Regions from separate parts of the Sus scrofa genome. Here region 2 is linked to region 1. A link is a contact called in public Hi-C data. All regions are on one chromosome and are shown on one strand. The core of a region is the stretch at or near the end of the contact, and the rest is flanking DNA. Distances in the headings are between cores, read along the strand shown. Region 1 has its middle 21 kb from the start of RPL37A. Region 2 overlaps IGFBP2 (insulin like growth factor binding protein 2).

What was found. A called contact is a pair of places that touch in the nucleus more often than the background predicts.
Region 2: a Hi-C map of retroperitoneal adipose tissue shows a contact between it and region 1, with 4 times the contacts expected there. The contact joins two enhancer-like sites. A contact is called at or near these places in 3 of 5 promoter capture datasets (fetal liver, fetal skeletal muscle and liver), 32 of 47 Hi-C or Micro-C datasets (adipocytes, adipose tissue, alveolar macrophages and 17 more) and 2 of 2 datasets of contacts at active chromatin or transcription factors (alveolar macrophages and skeletal muscle).

The regions. Positions count from the first base shown.
Region 1 is chr15:118,721,982-118,724,681 of Sscrofa11.1, forward strand. No RefSeq gene overlaps it. Among named protein-coding and RNA genes, the nearest start is that of RPL37A, 21 kb to the left of the region's middle. Within about 2 kb of position 1,385, at least 12 of the 83 cell types and tissues checked have an H3K27ac peak or open chromatin away from gene starts, as enhancers often do. A contact at or near this core is called in retroperitoneal adipose tissue, where this site is marked.
Region 2 is chr15:118,850,473-118,853,253 of Sscrofa11.1, forward strand. It overlaps IGFBP2 (insulin like growth factor binding protein 2), which reads left to right. Exons shown (of 4, transcript NM_214003.1): 4 at 1-513. The coding sequence ends at 153. Among named protein-coding and RNA genes, the nearest start is that of IGFBP5, 26 kb to the right of the region's middle. Within about 2 kb of position 1,364, at least 9 of the 83 cell types and tissues checked have an H3K27ac peak or open chromatin away from gene starts, as enhancers often do. A contact at or near this core is called in retroperitoneal adipose tissue, where this site is marked.

The DNA of each region.
Region 1 (2,700 bases), core at 135-2,634:
CATGAAAGAATTAGGAAGCTAGTATGTTCCTCTCCCCAGGGGCACATTTGTACTTTGAGCATGATGAGAACAGTTTGGAGACTGTGTAACCCAAAGGAACAGAATAAGGGGAGAGTCTTGACTGGGAAGGAATCACCATTGTGGGTCATTCTGGAGAAGTCCAGAGAGCTATTGTCTGACCACTGGTGAGAAGAGGACAAACCATAGAACCAAGTTCCCTAGGGAGTATCCTTCCCTTCCTCACTATGATCTGTGATCCAGCCACTCCTGGACATCTACCTGAAAAAAACCATAATTTGAAAAGATATATGCACTCCAATGTTCATTGCAGCACTAGTTACAATAGCCAAGACATGGAGGCAACCTAAATGTCCATCAACAGAAGAGTGGATAAAGGAGATGTGGTACATATATACAATGGAATATTACTCAGCCTTAAACAAGAATGAAATAATGCCATTGGCAGCAACATGGATGGACCTAAAGATTATCATACCAAGTGAAGTAAGTGAGAGACAAATTATATGATATTATTTATACATGGAATCTAGTAAAAATGATACAAATGAAATTATTTACAGAACAGAAACTCTTAGATTTTGAAAAGAAATTTACAGTTATCAAAGGGGAAATGTGGTGAGGAGGGATAAATTAGGAATTTGGAATTAACATATACACATTACTCTATATAAAACAGATAACCAACAAGATTAGAGCACAGGGAACTCTATTCAATATTCTGTAGTAACCTATATGGGAAAAGAATCTGAAAAAGAATGGATATGAGTATGTGTATAACTAATCACTTTGCATACATCTAAAACTAACCCACACTGTAAGTCAACTACACTCCGATAAAAATGTTTTAAATGAATAATGCACTGACACTTGTGCGTAGCAAGGACAGTAAATGTAAATCTAATTGGGTGGCTCTGTTGGCTTTGTGCTCTTTTAGGGATAGGAGTAGGGACAGCTACAAAGCGGTTCCTGTGCTGCCACATCCTGTGAAAAAGGACAGATTCAGATTCTTTGTCTGGCCTGGCAGGCATCTTTTGGGTCGCTAAAAAGAAGAGAAGTTGTGACTCTACGACCAGAAAGTTTTTCTTCCAGGTCAACCAGCTGCTTCCGGTTTTGACCTCATCTTCATCAGTATGTATATTCCCAGCACCAAAGCTCTCCGCCTTCCCCACCCCCAGCCTCAAATGGAAACGAAAATGAGGCTGCCCTAGAGCTCTGTCACTGAAAACAAAGATCCGGTATGCATATCAGCTCGAGGCCCTTAGCTCACCTTCTCCGTTTCCTTCCCCTCGTGCCCCGGTCAGCCTCGAAGAAGCACCACCCTTCCCCATTTGTTTTACCTAACAGTAATTCTTTGTGGGAAACCTTGCAAGGGGGGGTTTGTGCTGACGCTGGATGATTTATAGAGTTGCCGGGAGGGTGGATGGGAGGGGAGGCAGGCGCTGAAAGAGGGAGGGGCAGCCCCTTCCACAGCAGCTTATTTCAGGAACGGTGGGGCAGGCTTGGGGGGGAGGGGTAGACCCCCTGAGCTCCCCTCGTCCCGGCCGTCTGGCAGCGTCTGTGTAGGTGGGCGTGCCCCTGGGGGGAGGTTCCTCTCTTCCCTTGTGAGGACTAGGGTTCTCAGAGGATGCCTTGCTTTGAGAGGTCATGGGTGTGGGTTCCTACCTCTGCTGCCACTAGCTCACATTGCCTCTTAGATTTGCAGGCATTAGGAGACTTTTTTTTTTTTCCTGAAGAAAAGAAGATAACCAAAGGAAATTGCAAGATCAGAGTTAACATATGCTTAATTAAAACTTCTCCTTATGTTACCTTTATTACCTATAAAATTTGGTGTTTAGAATTTTCCTATGAAAACAGAAGTTCCCTGGTGGCTAGGTGGGTTGAGGATCTGGCATTGTGACTGCAGTGGCACAGATTTGATCCCTGGTCCAGAGCTTCTGCATGCCGTGGACATGGCCAAATTTTTTTAAAAAAGAATTTTTCTACAAAAACAACTTTCAGTTGAGATTTTCGTATTTTGCAGGAATCCCAGGGAATATAAGCAACCGCAAATGTTGGGAGTTCCCGTCGTGGATCAGTGGTACTAGATTCCCGACTAGAATCCATGAGGACAAAGGTTCGATCCCTGGTCTCGCTCAGTGGGTTAAGGAGCCAGCGTTGTCATGAGCTGTGGTGTAGGTCACAGACGGTTGGTTAGGATCCTGTGTTGCTGTGGCTGTGGTGTAGGCCGGCAGCTGTAGCTCCAATTCAACCCCTAGCCTGAGAACCTCCATATGCCTCAGGTGTGGCCCTAAAAAGACAAAAAAGAAAAGAAAAAAACAACTGTGAATGTAATAAGTTACCTAATAGTCAAACCACTTCAAAAGCTAACTTAGAAATATGCTTTAGAGATTAAATGAATGAGATTTATTCAGTGTGGGTGCATTTGGACTTGCTTGATGGGAGATAGAGCCTTCAAAATGAATAAGAGCCCAGGGCTTAGGGAGGCCTTCGTCTTGCCAACGAGCCCTGACAAGCCACAAGCTTTCATTTTGTTGGTGAGGGCGCTGAGTTAGAAGCTCTCTCTTTCTTCTCCATCTAAAAATCTGTCAAGAGTCTTGCTGGTATTTTAAAATAACTTTATTTTTCAGCTTATAAGATTTAAAGAGTGAAGTAATCAATCAATTAATAGGAACCAGACTG
Region 2 (2,781 bases), core at 114-2,613, 130 kb after region 1:
CTGAATGGGCAGCGTGGGGAGTGCTGGTGCGTGAACCCCAACACCGGGAAGCTGATCCAGGGGGCCCCCACCATCCGGGGGGACCCCGAGTGTCATCTCTTCTACAACGAGCAGCAGGGGGCTCGCGGGGCACACACCCAGCGGATGCAGTAAACCACAGCCAGCCGGTGCCTGGCACCCCCCCACCCCCACCCCTCTTCAAACGCAGGCAGAGCGGGGAGAGTGCTTGCGTGGTGGGTGGGGGAGGATTTTCCAGGAGTTCTGACATGCGTATTTATATTTGGAAAGAGACCAGCACCGAGCTTGGCACCCGTCCCCCCCTCCTTCCCCCCTCCCCAGCTGGAGATGCCCAGCTGGAGATGCCCGCACCCTCCCTCCTGGAATCCCTGCTGGGGAGGGAGGGGGCTGCAGTGGCGGAGCTGGGGTAGAGGTTTGGGAGAGGGGGAAAAAAGAAATTTTTATTTTTGAACCCCTGTGTCTCTTTTGCTTAAGATTAAAGGAAGGACAAATAAAGTGTGTGTCTTTTGGCTGAATCTTTTGGGGTCCCCCTGGGAAGGAGATCCCGAGGTTCAGGGCTCACCAGCCTCGTTTTCTTCAGCTTTCCCCGGACCCTGGGGGAAATGGGAGAGGCAAGAATGGGTTGTCCACTCAACAGGAATGAAATGGGTGGGGCAGGGGGAAGGGCTTATGGAAACGGTAGTATTTCAATTCCAGAGTAGTATTTCAATTCATGAATAGACTGGAATTTGCTTATCCATTCAACAACTGATAGGCACTTTCGATGTTTCCAGTTTGGGACTATTAAAAATAAATCCACAAAAAAAAAAAAAAAAAAAAAAAAGAGAACAAAGGAACTCCAAGTCCTAAACCCAGGAGGAAACTTCTAGCACAACCCCAGGAATCTGGGGACTCCCAGCTAGGGCTCTGGCCAGTCCTGCCCCTGGGTGGGCCTTGGGGAAGCAGGGGTGGGGCTGGTATTTCTTCCTTTTTCAATTCCCATGACACTGCTGCAAGAGGAAGGGAACCCAGAAACAGTGAAATTGGGGTCCTCTGGCCCCTGAAACCATGGAGTGCTCCCTCTCCAGTTGTGTGGGAGGAGACCTTCACTCAGCCCCCCAGAAAAGGGAGTGGGGCTGTTGGGGGCCAGTGTATTCACAACAGTGTGACCTCTGAGAATCCAGGCCTGCTTGCTGAGGGGCCCGAGGAGCTGTCCAAGACTCGGGGGCACAGAAGTGGGTCCTATGTCTGAAGCCAAATCCTGTGTGAGAGCTCTGCTGCTTGGTTCTGTTGGCCCCTCCAGTCCTGGCAAATTCCAGGGGGCTCCCCCCTTGGCAGGGGACCATGAGGGAAGGAGCGCTCCCCCTTGTCTGTGGAGCCTGATCCTTCCCATCCTGGAGGAGGGGACCAGAGGCAGCTTTGCTTGGTTCCCCTCCCTCCTGACCTTCCATCTAGCAACTCAGGAGAGGCAGAGGGACACCTGGGGCCCATCCCAGGGGTGGGATGAGCTTCATTCCTCCTTGGAGAAGAAAAACAAGTCCCCTAAAGCAGACAGACTCCCCCCTTCCCCGCCCCCAGCCAGAGCAGCTAGGCTGCACCATCACCTGGTGTCTGGCCACCCCTGAAGCACTTTATTCATTAATCGTTGTGAACCCACAAATGAGGCACTAGTATTAGCTCTATTTCATGGATGAGGAAAAGGCCCCCCCAAGTGCCCTGACCTCCACCACCCAGGGCTGGGACCCCAAACTCCAGAGCCTTGATGCTGCTCAGCCCTGAGTTATACTGCCCCCTGTGGGCAAAAGCTGGAGGATGCTCAGAGAGAGCCTGGAGGGCTTTGGGCACTGGCTGGATCTGTGCCCTGTGGGTCAGCAGTCCCTTTGTGGATTTCCTTTCGTCCACTGGTGGGTGCTCCCGCCACTGTCCCCTCAGCTGTAGCTGGCAGCCGATGGCTGCTGTCCTGGGTGGGGCAGACATGCTGGCTCTTCCAGCAAAGGCAGCGATTTTTCAACCTGGCTGACATTTATATCAACTGGGGCACTGAAAGAAATACTCCTGCTGCTGCCCACCATCAGAAATTCTGACCTGGGAGTTCCTGTCGTGGCTCAGTGGTTAATGAACCCGATTAGTATGCATGAGGATTCAGGTTCGATCCCTGGCCTCGCTCAGTAGGTTAAGGATCCGGCATTGTCGTGAGCTGTAGTGTAGGCTACAGATGCGGCTCGGATCCCGTGTTGCTGTGGCTGTGGTGTAGGTCAGCAGCTGTAGCTCTGATTCAGCACCTAGACTGGGAACTTCCGTATGCCGCAGGTGCGGCCCTAAAAAAGGCAAAAAAAAAAGAGAGAGAGAGAGAGAGAAAGAAAAAGAAATTCTGACCTGAGGGTTCTGGAGCAGAGCACAGGCAAGTCGTTCTACGTATGTATGTATTTATTTAGGTTCCAACGCAGAGCCAGGGAGGAGGCAAGGAGCATGCTGGACACCTGGGTTTGAATCCTATCCCACCAACTTATGATTCCACTGCCCTGGAGCTATGTTACTCACCTTCTCTGAGCTTCAGTTTTCCTCATCTGTTAAATGGGATGGTTTCAGCCTCAGTAGGGTTGATATTTGCTATGACCCAGCTGATAACAGGGTGGTATCAGTGTAAGACAATGGATGTGAATGTGCTTTGAGAACTATAGGAATGTATAAGGTGAATGTTTATCATGGGGCCATTGCTGGGATCAGCCTATGCCAGCCCCCACGCCCCAAAGTTGCCAACACACATGGGTCCTTTCTGTATTA